3 separate regions of the Mus musculus genome follow, and all the other regions are linked to region 1. The links are chromatin contacts, called in public HiChIP or PLAC-seq and Micro-C maps. All regions are on one chromosome and are shown on one strand. The core of a region is the stretch at or near the end of the contact, and the rest is flanking DNA. Distances in the headings are between cores, read along the strand shown. Region 1 holds the start of P4ha3 (procollagen-proline, 2-oxoglutarate 4-dioxygenase (proline 4-hydroxylase), alpha polypeptide III). Region 2 overlaps Gm35082 (a long non-coding RNA gene). Region 3 holds the start of Rnf169 (ring finger protein 169).

What was found. A called contact is a pair of places that touch in the nucleus more often than the background predicts. HiChIP or PLAC-seq counts read pairs in DNA pulled down with a chosen protein or histone mark.
Region 2: a contact with region 1 is called in a Micro-C map of embryonic stem cells, with 1.7 times the contacts expected there. The contact joins the enhancer-like site here to the promoter of P4ha3 in region 1. A contact is called at or near these places in 8 of 39 promoter capture datasets (3T3-L1-derived adipocytes, the C10 cell line, fetal liver and 4 more), 1 of 15 datasets of contacts at CTCF or cohesin (large pre-B cells), 9 of 484 Hi-C or Micro-C datasets (B cells, the G1E-ER4 cell line, the N1E-115 cell line and 3 more) and 1 of 9 other capture datasets (macrophages).
Region 3: an H3K27ac HiChIP or PLAC-seq map of epiblast stem cells shows a contact between it and region 1, with 5 times the contacts expected there. The contact joins the promoter of Rnf169 here to the promoter of P4ha3 in region 1. A contact is called at or near these places in 2 of 115 datasets of contacts at active chromatin or transcription factors (epiblast stem cells and pancreatic cancer cells) and 2 of 9 other capture datasets (adipose tissue and macrophages).

The regions. Positions count from the first base shown.
Region 1 is chr7:100,283,722-100,288,343 of GRCm38.p6, forward strand. It overlaps P4ha3 (procollagen-proline, 2-oxoglutarate 4-dioxygenase (proline 4-hydroxylase), alpha polypeptide III), which reads left to right and starts at 1,799. Exons shown (of 13, transcript NM_177161.4): 1 at 1,799-2,005. The coding sequence starts at 1,812.
Region 2 is chr7:100,677,694-100,682,315 of GRCm38.p6, forward strand. It overlaps Gm35082 (a long non-coding RNA gene), which reads left to right. Exons shown (of 3, transcript XR_378374.4): 3 at 1-449. Among named protein-coding and RNA genes, the nearest start is that of Gm35082, 5.0 kb to the left of the region's middle. Within about 2 kb of position 1,883, at least 36 of the 459 cell types and tissues checked have an H3K27ac peak or open chromatin away from gene starts, as enhancers often do. A contact at or near this core is called in embryonic stem cells, where this site is marked.
Region 3 is chr7:99,978,499-99,983,120 of GRCm38.p6, forward strand. Rnf169 (ring finger protein 169) reads right to left here and starts at 1,960. Exons shown (of 6, transcript NM_175388.3): 1 at 1,474-1,960. The coding sequence starts at 1,936.

The DNA of each region.
Region 1 (4,622 bases), core at 549-3,048:
GATATAAAGACCAGACAAAAATAATTCGAGAAAACTATGGGCTACCTTCTCTTATAATAAAGATACAAAAATGTTACAACAAAATATCAACAAACAAAATCCAGCAACATATTAATGTGAATGTGCATTGTGACCTAAGAGGATTTACATTAGGCATTTGAGGTTGGTTTAACATACAATAATTTATGTAACACCCTATATGGACGTGGATGGGGAAAACTCAGCTCAGGCCTTCAGTAAGAGCAGTGTGTATGCACTCTTAGCTGCTGGCCTTCTCACCCGCCCAAGTTTCCTATTGCTTAGACAAGTTATCACAAACTCTGGGGCTTATAATAACCCAGATTTTTTTATCCTACTGCCTCAGAATTCAGAAGTCTGAACCGATGTATTAGACTTTTTCAGCACTGTGACCAGATATCTGACAGACACACTGTAACAGAGAAAAGATTTCTTTGACTCCTGGAGCCCATCATGAAAAGGAAGGTGTGTTGGCAGGTCTTGCCCCGTCTGGTGGCTAGCATATGTGGCCGGTGCTCACATCCAGCAGACAGAAACCTGATGGCTCTGGCCAGCAGTGAAGCCTTAGTGAACCTAGTGGAGTATGTAAGCCCTACTTCCCCAAAGCTCCATAGCTTGGTTTTTACCAAGTATTCAAGAGGATGAAACTGTGAGGTTCATTTCAAATTCAAACCGTAACGAATAGGTGTCACGAGATAAAATCAAGGTATTGGCAGATCTGTTCTTCCTGCAGACTAGGAAAGATCTGTCCCCCAGCCTTCTCAACCTTCTAGAAGCTACCTACAACCTGTTACTCACAGACCGTTTATCCATTTTCAAAGTCGCAACACAGCATCATCAAGTCTCTGATTTGGCTGTTATTGTCCTGTATCTTTCTTTGCCGTTTGTTTGTTTGTTTTTCGAGACAGGGTTTCTCTGCCTCCCAAGTGCTGGGATTAAAGGCGTGGGCCACCACCGCCCGGCTTTTTCTTTGCCTTTTTAAAAGGACCTTGGCAACTGCGTTGAGCTCACCAGGATAATCCAGGATGGCCTAAAGTCAAGATACTGTTAGAACTACACACATTGACTCTGTGAAGCTCTCTCCCCATCAAAGCATGCCAGGGGAAGCCCCTCTTTGGGGATGAGGTCCTCACCCATTGCACACAGCCTGTGGTTGCCCATTTTGTGTTTTTATGGTGGTTTACATTTCCATTTCCCTTTATGAGCAGCGGGCTGCATCTGCACCTACTATAGCACAGATGTTACTGAACACTTAAATGAATGAGTAAATGAATAAACATTGCTGGGCAAAAGGGATAGCGGGGTGAAAGAAACAAGCAGCCTAGTAGAATATAATGATGGTATTTTTGTGTGACTCTGTAGTGACTCGATCCTAGAGTTTCAGCTTCTGTAAGTCCTAGCCATCTTTCAAGATCACCTGAGGTCCTGTCCTCTGTGAAGACTTTACCCCTCTGCCCCAGCCACCTGCACTTCTGTCACCATGCTGTGTCACCCTTTGGAGTTCCCCTCATAATCCAGAGGTTTTTGTGTCCTCCCCTGTCCCACAGGAGGAATTTGGATGATGGCTCAGCACGGCTGTAACTAGAGAAATCACTGCTCACCCGCGCTCGCCTCAGTTCCCCCAAATGTGACAGGCACGGTGGAATCAGTGTGGAGTTAGCGGCGGGCCAGGCACTAAGGAATTCAGTGCTGAGGGGACGGAGGCGGCCAAGGGCGGGCGACGGAAGGCTGCGGGCGGGCGGGCGGGCCGGGGCGGCGCCGGGCGAGAGCGCGGAGGGACGCGCGACCCTGCGATGGGCCCAGGGGCGCGGCTGGCTCTGCTGGCGCTGCTGGCGCTCGGGGGAGACCCCGCGGCGGCCACGGGGCGGGAGGACACGTTCTCCGCGCTGACCAGCGTGGCGCGCGCCCTGGCGCCCGAGCGCAGGCTGCTGGGGACACTGAGGCGCTACCTGCGCGGCGAGGAGGCGCGGCTGCGCGACTTGACCAGGTGAGGGCGTCTCCAGGGAGCCGGGATGCTCAGCGACTGAGGGTGAGGAGTAACTGAGGCCCAAAGTGACTTCCAGACCCAACTGTCATGTGGTGGGGACCCTGAGACACTTTGAAGGGGAATGAGGAGTTCTGTGTCACTCTCTCTCTCTCTCTCTCTCTCTCTCTCTCTCTCCCTCTCTCTCACTCTCTGTGTCTGTCTGTCTGTCTGTCTGTGTCTGTCTCTTTGTCTCTGTGCCTGTCTCTCTGCCTCTTTGTGTGTGTGTCTCTGTCTCTCTGTTCCGGTCTCTGTCTCTCTCTGTGTCTATGTGTCTGTATGTATGTGTGTTTGTCCGTGTCTCTGTCTCTTTCTGTTTCTCTGTCTCTCCCTGTCTCTCTGTCTCTCACTCTCTGTCTCTGTCACACACAAACACACACCCCGGGGTGTGACACCACCCCCCATCCACCTTCACATGTCCAAGTTGATACACTGTGAAAAAGTGTAGGTAGCATGGAGATTCTAGAGTCCAGTTGGATCTCACAAATACTGTGTCAAGCAGCAAATGACCTTGGACTTCTTGTCAAGTTACTGCTGACACAGTAGAATGCTGTGGTGACCATTATAGCTCTTATTTCTTTTTCCATGGGTAAAAGTTCTCTGAATGTAAGTAGTAGCTGAGAGGTTGTATGTATGTGAAAATGTCTGACTCCAAAGAAAACACTGTGAAAAACTACTTCACACGGGGTAATACTGGGAGTAGTGTGCACAAACACACAGCCAACATTATTTTTTATGCAGTCAGCAAAGTAGAGTTAGATCCTGGAAGGTAAACTGTTGTAAAGTGTGGGACTTAGAGCACTAATCAGTGTCCAAGATGAAAAAGGAATGCTTGCATATGATACCAACATGTCTTGTGCCTTCTTTGCTTTGGACACTGAGAAGCCCACGGACTATAAGGCACAGTTGTTTCCACATAAATCCAATTGATCTTACAAACTTGTCTAGACAGAGCAGAAGCACATCATTTGATTTCCAGTAACTTTAAATTTCAAATCCATTCCCATGCCAACCCGCCCTGCTCCACTCCCACAAATGTTTATAAGAAATGGTCATGAAGGACAGCCAGTTTCGTAAGGGTTGGCTTAATCCTGCAGTCTGCTCTTCAAATGCCATTGGTGGCAACTGATGGCTTGTAGTTAGACACGCATTTGTTTGAGTTGCAGTATCAAATTGGTTTGTTAAAAAAAAAAAACCTGCAGATTACATTCTTACACTAAGAAAAACAGGCTGTAAGCAGGAGACAAGTTTAGGAAAAGCTAATAAAAGACACCTGTCTATACTAAAAAAAAGGAGGAGGAGGAGGAGAAAAAAGGGAAGAGGAGGAAGAAGGGAAAAAGGAGAGGAGGAGGAGATGGAGGAGGAGGAAAAGAAGAGGAGGAAGAGGAGAAAGCCAATGCAGGAGAAAGTGTGTGGAACACTGTGGGTACCAAGTGACTCAGAGTCTAGATTCAGGAGCTCAACAGGTCTCTGAATTTTTGACTCTGACCGTGTTATATCTTTAAGCTTTAGTTTCCTAATCTAAACAATGATGCTTTAATGGTTATTCCCATAGGGTTCTTGGAACGATTGTGTCCAGGTAAAGTTATTTATCATTGAGCTTAACATGTAGTAAGTTACTGAAAAAATGTTAACTCCCTATGACTCTTCAAGGCTGGCTGATCAAGTAGACTCGGCGCAGTGGGGAGGCTGAGGCAGGAAGACTGCTGTGAACCAAGCAACACAAGAGCAGACCACCGCTGCTCAGTGACTAAGTATTAAATTAACCCTGCCAATGGAAGCACTAGCTGGGATTCTAAAAGATTAAAAAGGGAATTTTTAAAATCCCAGATCCGTTTCTCAGATGATTATGAACATTTAGTCTCATCACAGGCAATCTGATGCTCTAGAGGCTGTGATTCTGTCCCCTGGTCATGCTCGAAAGCCAGCGTGAAGTGTTTACTTTTTAAAAATGATTTTTTAAATCATTTTTTAAAAATTGGGGTAGTTTCAGCTCACTTTTCTATAGATTCAATCTGTTGATTTTATATAAGTTGAAATGTTATTTCTAATGCCCCTGTTTTATATACTTTGAGTTTCTAAATCAGGAAATGAAGTGGCTTTGGCTGCTGAGGCTGCTCTACCTGCTAATGGATAGAAAATGTTCTAATTAGAGCCCCCATCACCGAGTACCCAGTAGAGCACACAGTCTGCATGGGGGAGGGGGGGTAGTCTAGTTTGTTTTGTTGGTGCCATTTAAGAAACACAAAGAGTAAAAGAGTTGGAGTGATTTCTGAGCTTAGAATGAAGCATTCAGAAGGTCTCAGAAGGATGAAGGCAAAGCCATCTCTCAGTTTCAAGGGAGAAAAGTATCGAATTGACATGGCCCATGGCTTGCGGCTGAATAACCTCCCCAGGAAGCTAACTGCAGGGATTGGGTTGCAAATTTTATGTGCAGATTCTTGAAGGAAAGGATCTGATTTTCCACTCTCAGCAGCATTTGTTAAAGCAAAAAGGCATTTAGGAAAGCCTGAGGTTGGCCTTCAGCGTCCTGTAACTCAGTCTCTGTTTGCTCAGAGGCTGGGCATGCAGCCAAGTTTGC
Region 2 (4,622 bases), core at 633-3,132, 390 kb after region 1:
CCAGGGCTACACAGAGAAACCCTGTCTCAAAAAAACAAAAAAACAAAAAAAAGGAAAAAAAAAGAAATTGCTAGCCACCCTTATGGTGTGGGCCGGAACTGTCAAGTGTCACTTCCACCATACTTTCTTAATTAAAGTGAAGTGAAGGGTGAGCCCACATAACTGGAGGTACCACATGAGGTTGTGGGTACCAGCAGATGTGGTCTCGTGGGGTAATCTTCCAGTGCTAGCTACTTCTTTAGGGAAGGCTGCCTACACACTGAAGTTGTAGCTATGAGATGTAGTCATGGAGTTTAGAAATGGTAGGAAAATCCTGAGTGGTCCTATTTTCTGATCTTGCTACTTTTAGCAAAGTTCTACAAGAGAGAAAAAGATGGGGAAATCAAGCGGGAACTATTTTTCCTGCTGTTCACCTTGCTGAGGGGAGGAGCCCTGCTGTAACCTATAATCTGATGTCTGAGAGGCCTGGTGCTGTTCACCTTGCTGAGGGAGGAACGCTGTTGTAACCTATAATCTGATGACTGAGAGGCCTGGAATTTTGAGTTTTGCAAAGTTGAAAGAGCCGTGGCTTTGGCATTGAACCAGGTCTAAGCAGTAATATCTGAGTGGCAGTATTAGCAGGAGTTAGGACTGCTGACTTCTTTAAAAGAGCTGAGAGCGAGCCTGAGGCCAACGGAGGAGCCAAGGGCAGAGCTTTCCCACTGAGGCCTGGGGTTCCAGATGGCCTGAGGAAATCCCTTGATACACTCAGGGAGTGGAAGGCAGCTATGTTTACCCACTATACCACCAATGCATGCTACATTAGGGGGGTGGCTAACTAGTGAGCGGTCAGAGTCTGGCCTGGAGAGATGGCTCAGCAATTGGGAGCACTGGCTGCTCTTCCAGAGGATCCAGGCTCAGTTCCCAGCACCCAGTTACAATCTTCTGTAACTCTAGTCCCAGTAGATCTGATGCCCTCTTCTGAGAGACCTCCTTAACTGCCAGGCACATATGAGGTATAAATATGTATATAATGACAAAATATTAATATGCATACAATAAAAAATATCAAAAAGTCCTGAGGGCAAGACCAAGGGGAACCCAGTGCCTCCACTCATCTGCCATGAGGTGGCATGGGTGTAATGCCCCCTTGCCACCTGCAGCTCAGTGGACCTGGCCAAGGGGAAGGAGCACAGGTGAGCCATCCCCAAGGGTGTGAGAAGAGGGGAACTGTGCCAACCCCTCTCTGGCTGTAGCACAGCTGGGAGTGAGAGTTGATGGGAGAATGCCTTCTCTGAGGATTTTAGGGTCACAGCTCTTTTAGATGATACTCAACAAAACAGCTCTCTTAGAAGATCTTCAGTGAAACAGCTGGTGCGCACACACTTTTATTCCGGGTAGACAAGGACTGTCTAAGAACCCTGGAGGGTGGGAAGGAATTTTCAGAGTGAATGTAAAATCATTGGCTGGAACTTAATGTACAGTGAATGCCTCATTGTACGGAGAAGCATTCCAGGAATCCCAGGTACTTGCTGGGCGGAAAGAGGAAGTTGAATTTAAAGGTTTGCCAAGGGCTACGACTGGACCTTCCTCAGGTAGAAGAGCGGGATTGAGCTCCCTAGAGAAGGGGAAGCCCTGCTGGGAAAGGGTAGTTTTTCATTTTGCACTGAGCTCAGAGGCACTCCCAGACGTGGTAGAATTTGACCTTAACTATCAGGGTTTCCCACTACAGCTGGCTCTGGAGGCGTGGCTTCAGGTGAGCTGGCCAGAGGGCTTGAAAGCAGAAATACTGAGCCTGCCTCCTACTGATGGCAGCATCGGGCAGCCTAGTTGGAGCAGTGCTGGAGAGCTTGCCTTGGTGGTGCTCAGATAAAGGAGAGCCAGAGGGCTGACCAGCTCAGCTACCTACCACGCAGGCGCAGATCCAGGGCTTTGCATTGGCTCATCCCAACGTCTATGTCACCTGTGAACTGTTGGGGCTTGTGAAAGGACCAGTCCTGCTGATCCAAATGATCTCCATGACATGTGGCAACAGCAGGATAACTGAGCCAAGTCCCCGTGAGGATTCAATATTGATGGTGTCACAGAAGCCAGAGACGTCAAACCAGACCAATGACTCATTGCAATGAACATTTGCAAGTGAAGATGTGTGGACAGAGGGACATACTGTGGTACATCCTGTAACATACAGCAGCTTCCATGACGGGATGCTTTCTCTCTTTCATTTTTTTTTTTAAAGCTAAATGGTCTTTACCTCAGTTCCTGCCCTGACTTGCCTCAGTGACTGAATCATTACCTGGAAATGTAAGATGAAATAAACCCTTTTCTTTCCAAGTTGCTTTTGGTTAGTGTTTTGTCATAGCCACAGAAAGCAAACTAGAACAAAAAGATACCCAGACTGGGGGCTGGGGAAGCAGCTGTATCTTGCTCTCTGGGACCTCCTCCATGGTAAAGGGATCTTTCCTAGCCATCATGACCAGTCATGCTGCTTGCTTGAGACAGCAGACGAGATGTTTTCTATGCTTTGTTTATTTTTGTTTATGTGGGTTTTTATCTTGTGGGGGAGTTGCAGCAGGGGGGGTGGATACAGGGGATGGGAAATGAGTGGGACTGGGGTGCACTCACAAAAATCAGTAAAAAGTTTAAAAAATCATTTAGTGAATAATCTTTAAAAATATATTTAAAAGAGTCGTTTATTTGTTTAATATGTATGTGTGCCTGGTCTAGTGCAAGAGTAGCAAGTACATTCAACTACTGAGCCATCTCTTCAGTACCGCCATCTCTTCAGTACCTAAATAAATACGTCTTTAAAAATTCACTGTGTCAACTTGGCTGGCCTGGAAGTCAAAGAAATTCATCTACCTGCCTCTGTCTCCTGAGTTCTAGGATTAAAGTCCACTACACCAGGTGGGAAATTTTTAATTATATTTATTTATATATCTATCCATTTATTTATTTATTTATTTATTTATTTATTTATTTATTGTGTGTGTGTGTACATGCACACATATGTGTCATGGTAAGTTTGTGTTGATCAGAGGACAGCTATGGGAATTGGATCTTCCATTGTGTGGATCTCAGGTTTCTAGACTTGACAACAATCACCTTTATTCTCTTACGTATCTTGCTGGCCTCTTCATGTCCTACACAAGACCACCTTATTCAAGGCCCAGCTCGAACTGTCTGGGTCTACCATAGACATTTTCCAAGACACTGGCTGCAGGGCGAGGAGAGGAAGGTGTCACGGTCCCAGTGGTCTAAGAGACAATTCCAAGACAGGACTGCCCCAGGAAGTGACTTCTCAACTACCGGCCCTTCATACAGACAAAACTCCTCGCCTCCACTGAGCAACCCACCCACATTCAAGTGCTGCTCACAACACCAAGTATTTTTGAGATTTTGCTCCAGTTTTATGTGTTTGCGGTAGAACTATGAATAATTTAAAAATGAATTTGAACACATTTACCCTCTAGTCATAAAATGGCAAGAATCCCAGCTCTTTACAGGCATAAGTGTACCTAGTGCTGAGGAACTTTTAAAAACAGCCAGGATCAGGCAGGAGATCGGGTTCTGTGTAGAAAGCTAAGTCTACATTAAACGAAATGAGAACCTCCTCTTCTGCCTGAGCCTCAGTATCTGCTTCGCTCCTCCCCTGTCTGCCAGTTCTAGGAGGGAAAAGTCCCAGGGAAGGAAAGGGATTGGCCAGCTTCTGTCCTGTGTTCATCTTCTGACCAATGACTAGATTCTGTTTCCTGAGGAGGAGAGCACGTGCTGATGGCAGTATGAAACAATGCCCCATACATCCGATGAGACAGCAAGGCTCCTGGATGCAGAATATTATTCAAAAAGGAGATGTATGGGCTGTTAAGATATGGGAAGTTCTGGGTACTGACCTCAGCAAAAAAAGAAAATAGTTAATAGGTTTTTAAATTTCCTTTTTGTATTTAAAGATGTTTATTGTATGCATGAGTGTTTTGCCTGCATGCATCTCTGTACACCACCAGTGCCAGGTGATCATGGAGGCCAGAGAGGGCACTAGGTCCCCTAGAACTGGAGTTACAGTTATGAACTGCCATATGGGTGCTGGGAATCAAACTCCAATCCTGTGGGAGAGCAGCCAGTGCACCTAACCACTGGACCAACTCTCCAGCCCTAGGTTTTTTATTTTTATATGAAGTGCTCCCAACCCCCATATGCTGCTTCAATTTCTTTTTTTTTTTTTTTTTTTTTTTTTTTTTTTTTGAGATTTTACTTAAGCCAGGCATGGTGGTGCACACCTTTAATCTCAGCACTTGGGAGGCAGAGGCAGATGGATCTCTGGGAGTGCAAGGCCAGCCTGGTCTACAGAGTGAGTTTCAGAACAGCCAGGGTAACACAGAGAAGCCCTGTATTCCTAGATGCTCTCCTTCATCTATATCCATGCAGCATGTACATGTGGTACCCAAGGAGGCTAGAAGAGGGCATCAGATCCCTGGAACTGGAGTTAGAGAAGGTTGTGAGCCGTTTTGTAGATGCTAGGAACTGAACCCTGGTCCTTCGGAAGAGCAGCCAGTAAACCTAGCTCTCCTTGTGTCCCCTCATCTCATTCCTAGGGAGGAAGTAATGTGATTCCCAATTCTTTTGGTTTAAAGCTATAAATACAG
Region 3 (4,622 bases), core at 710-3,209, 310 kb before region 1:
AAACAAATTTCTTTTAGTGGGAAAAGTTTACACAAATCAATAAGCAATGCATTCTTTCATAATTCAAATTTCAAGGTGGATGTTTCATAACAGCTCCAAGAGATATATAAAGAGAACTGCTATTCTATTTGACCATATAGTCAATGTAGTAGGGAGACCAGAGAAATTGCTTATATTTATAATCTCAGAAATTAAAGCAAGCTAAATTGAGAAAATCATATGGAATTGTACTTTCATCATAAGACAAGTTAGTTAATCTCTTTGGGCCTCAGTTTCACCTATAAAATAGAAATAAAGGTACAACCAAGAGCACTGTGATGGTTTTGGAAGGGATAACAAGAAACGCAGAAAGTAAAATGCAGAGCATCTCAGCCCTTAGACTGAAAAACAAGGTGTCTTTGGCAGGTGTCTCTGCTTGAACCAAAAATAGATGCATTCTGGACTCTACAGTTTCTAGGAACTGCACTTTCATATACACACAAAGCAATGCCTTCCTTCTGCTGAAAACGACGTAAGGCAGAATTCCTAACATAAAAGGGCTAGCAAATGGCTTTTCCTGATTCACGGTTCTTGAAAATCTCAGCTGTAGGTATGTTGCTTAGGCTTGCACCAAAGAAGCCTAGGTCTCGGTTCATGTTACAAACGGAATTTTCTATCTCAGACTTCAGCACCAACAAGTGATGGGCTGCCGACGGTGAGAAAGGCAAAGGAGTTCAGGCCAAGAGTCCTACAACAGACCTTTAAGTTGCCAGCATCATAGATGAAACTTACATAGAAAGACAGAAAACAGCCCCCAGCCAAACCAATCTTTGTCTCCAAAACTTAAATCCCACCCAGCTTTCTTCATCAAGCACCACTAACGTTTATGATTAGTATTATCACCAAAATAGATGGCATTTATCTCATCCTGTGTGGCAAGCTCTGCGCTAAGCATGCATATATATATATATTTTTTTTTTTTTTTTCCCAAGATAGCATGAGAAAGAACTTCACACGAGAGCTCATCCTCAAAACCCACTCTGCTCTCAAGTCTGCAAAGCTCCCCCTGAGCCTGGGATATCCCACACCTCATTCTCTCCAGCCCTGGAAGACACATCCCTCCTAGACCGCGCGACCCCAAGCCCTCTGCCCAACACTGAAACAAGCGCTGCTGGGATCCTCCAGGGCCCCTCCCCCTCCACGCACCAACTTCAACATGCCCCTAACTTGTTCCAGGAATTGTTTCCTTCCAAACTTCTGACTTACGCAAGGCGCGGGGTCCCCTCACTGCCCCTCCAAATTCAACACGCGTACAGTTCGCTCCAAAGTTCAACCTTCACCAACACATACTGCGCCTGGGCAGAACCCGGTCGCGACCCCAGCAGAACTCTCCACACCCGCGGCAGCAGAGCCCGGGACCCTCCACCCCGCTCACCAGGCCAGACCCGGCGGCTGGGCCTGGCTGAAGCCCACAGGGGCGAGGGGAGGCTCCACCTGGCTCCGCGAGCGGCTCCGGCTCCGGCCTGGGCCCCGAGGCAGCCGCGCCCCCGTCCCGGCGCGGGCGGCAGGGTTCTGGCTGTCCACGACGGGCGCGCTCGCCCATCAGCTCCGCGGCGGCCTGGCCGTCGTCGCGCGCCCGACGGCGGGCCCAGCCCGAACCGCGGGGACGGCAGCGACGGCAGCCCGGGCCCGCCGCGCGCGAGGCGCAGCCTCGGCACCGCGAGTGGCTGCACGGCAGGGCCGCCACTTCCCCCGGGGTCTCCAGGCACCCGGTGCAGCCCGACTCCTCCGGCCGTGGCGCTGACCGCAACACTAACAACGCGGGGCTGGAGGCCGGGCCCGGAGCCCCGGCTTTCGCTGCCGCCATCTCGTCACAGCGGCCCCTCCGGCCCCGCCGACTCAGAGCTGCCGCGGCCGCAGCGGAAGAAGCCCGAGTGCTCGGACCTGCCGCCGCCATCTTGTTTCCCGTTTGAAGGGAGAGTCGGTTGCGGTGGGAGAGGAGTAGAGGGCGGGGCAGTGCGCGGCGGACAGCTATCTGCATATTCATGAGGGGGCGGGAACCTAGTCCGCCTGGGGATATTTCTCCTAGGGCCTTTCGCTTAGCAGGAGGAGACTGCTTATTAATATTTAATGATTATTCTTTATATATCTGGTCTTTCAGCCCGCCCTCCTGTTTTTGTAGTTTCTAGCACTGAATCTTGAGAGACTGAAAGAATTTATTTGGAATTTTTGAGCGACCCTGAACTTTATAAAATGAACTATAAATATGAGCTATCCAGAAACTTGTCGAAGTACTTCATTTGGTAAGGGCTTTCTCCTCGGGGCCATAGCAGCTTGTTGTGATTAGCATGAGGCCTATCATGACCAAAAGTCTTGAGTGATTGTTGAAATAACAACCTGACCAGCCCTCATTTCAGCCCCTCTCTCTCCACATCCCTTTATGAAGTCCCCTCCCTTGGCTGGGGCAAAAAAAAAAAGCATACTTTATTACACAAACCCTGCTCCTCAGATTACTTCTGTGTTTGATACTTAAATGTAGATACTCTTGTGTAAGCTTGTGCCTTTTCTTTTCTCAGTCTATATGACTCCCTGGTCTCCTCTTTTCTTCCCCATGAAAGCCCACACTAATATCTGCAGTTCAGAGTTATTGAATTTATCATTATGGATATCTGCATGCTCCGTGCACAAACCTAATGTCTCCATCCTTTCAAAACAGCCCTTATTTCCCACATTCTATTCACAGAACCATCTCAAGGGTCCTCACGCTCCCAGCCCAGGCATCTTTAACTTATAGTCTTGTCATTTTCTGGCCAAAATGGCTCTATTTCCAGCCTGTTCCCACCCACTTCTTCATTCCATAAGCCCACTGCATGATTTCTTTCTCCTCATCTCTTCACCTAGCTGGCAGCTGTGACTTCTGCAAACTGACCTGCCATCACACAACCCCTCTTCCTATAAGCTTTGTCCCATGGATCTTAGAGTTCATTCCTACCGGCCAGCTCTGACCACATCATTCCTGTTTAAGCCAGGGAGAGGTGTTGAGACTTTGCTGTGATTTTCCTTTCTGGATACAGAGGATTTAGGAAAAAGAATGGCTCCCCCTGATGGAAAGATGACTGTACTACAACAAGTCTCGGGGTGTTGCCTATTTATTTATTTATTTGTTTGTTTGTTTGTTTATTATTTTTACCTTAAGGTGCATTTGGACCAAGATGTTATCTTTATGGAAAATCACAGGCTTTGTAAAGACATTATTTTTAAGCAACTGTATGTAGAAGAAAGCATCTAGAAGCTCCAGGTTGTCATGAGAGTGTCCACAGTTGGTGGTAACCGATTCAAAGCAGAGTGATTAATCCAAGTTGGGGTGGGGGGGACTGGAGCCTTAGGATGAGAACCTGGAAGTAAAGGACAGACAGCAACTGACAAAGGGTCAGTGAGTAACTAAACATCATGTCCAGAGAGTCAGAGGCCCAGCCTAAGGCCCAGACAGCCAGAATACTGCCAGACACAGAAGTGAGTTCTTGGATGGGCTGTCCTTTATCCGGGCACTTGCTCACTTCCTACCCAGGGACATTTTACCTGGTTCTGACAAGGAAGGCTTGTGGTACAGAGAGTATGCTAGCTAGTTTTCTGTCAACCTGACACAAGCTAGAGTCATCTGATAGGAGGGAGCCTTGGTTGAGACAGTGCCTCTATAAGATCAGGCTCTAGGCAAACCTGTAGAGCATTTTCTCAAGCAGTGAGTACAGCGGGAGAGCCTGGCCCTTTGTAAGTGGTATGACCCTGACCTGGTGGTCCTATAAGACAGCAGGCTGAGCAAGCTATGACGAGCAAGCCAGCAAGCAGCACTCTTCATGGCCTCTGCATCAGCTTCTGCATCTGGGTTCCTGACTTACTTCCTCAGTGGATTGTAGTTCAGGGTATGTAAGCCAAATAAACCCTTTCCTCTCAGAATTGCTTTTGGTCATGGTGTTTCATCACAGCGTGGTGAAACTTAGACAGGAAGCAGCCACCATTAGAAACAGTTGCTTCTTGTGAGCTGCTTACACAATAGGACTTCAGTCTGAAGGGCCTGTTCACTGCTAGCCTAGAACAGTGTAGCTTGCTTTCTTGGACACAAAGAGAAACAGAAATTTTTCTTTTCCACAGAGAAAAGTAAGCGATCTGAGTATCACTTGCCCAGATGCCAGCTCCGATCTTGTTCCTGGGCCTTTTCATTGGCTCCCTTCCTTCTTCCTGCCCTCGGTCTCCTCGGCTTTAAAATAAATGTCCTGGAATACAGCAGGCTCTCAGCCTGGGATGCACCACACAAGTGTGTGCATGTGGGCATATGACAGCCACGGTGCTGCCTCAGACTGATGCCAAAAGCTGAGATAAAGGATACCAGGATCTATGTCGTGCTCATTTTTAATGCTATAAGAATCTAACACTAGATTGTCAGGGAGACTGTTACAGTGGACACGTTCAACAGTCTCTTCTATCCCTCGAATTCAGAAGACCGAGTTCCCAGTTTCCAATTTTTTTCTCTCCTCTATGCTGTTGCCAAGGTAATCTTTCTAACACAGCAATGGTGACGAGGTGCAGGGGGTGGGGAGAGACAGATCTGTGGAGAGTTATTCATGAGGAGAACAGGAACAAGAAGA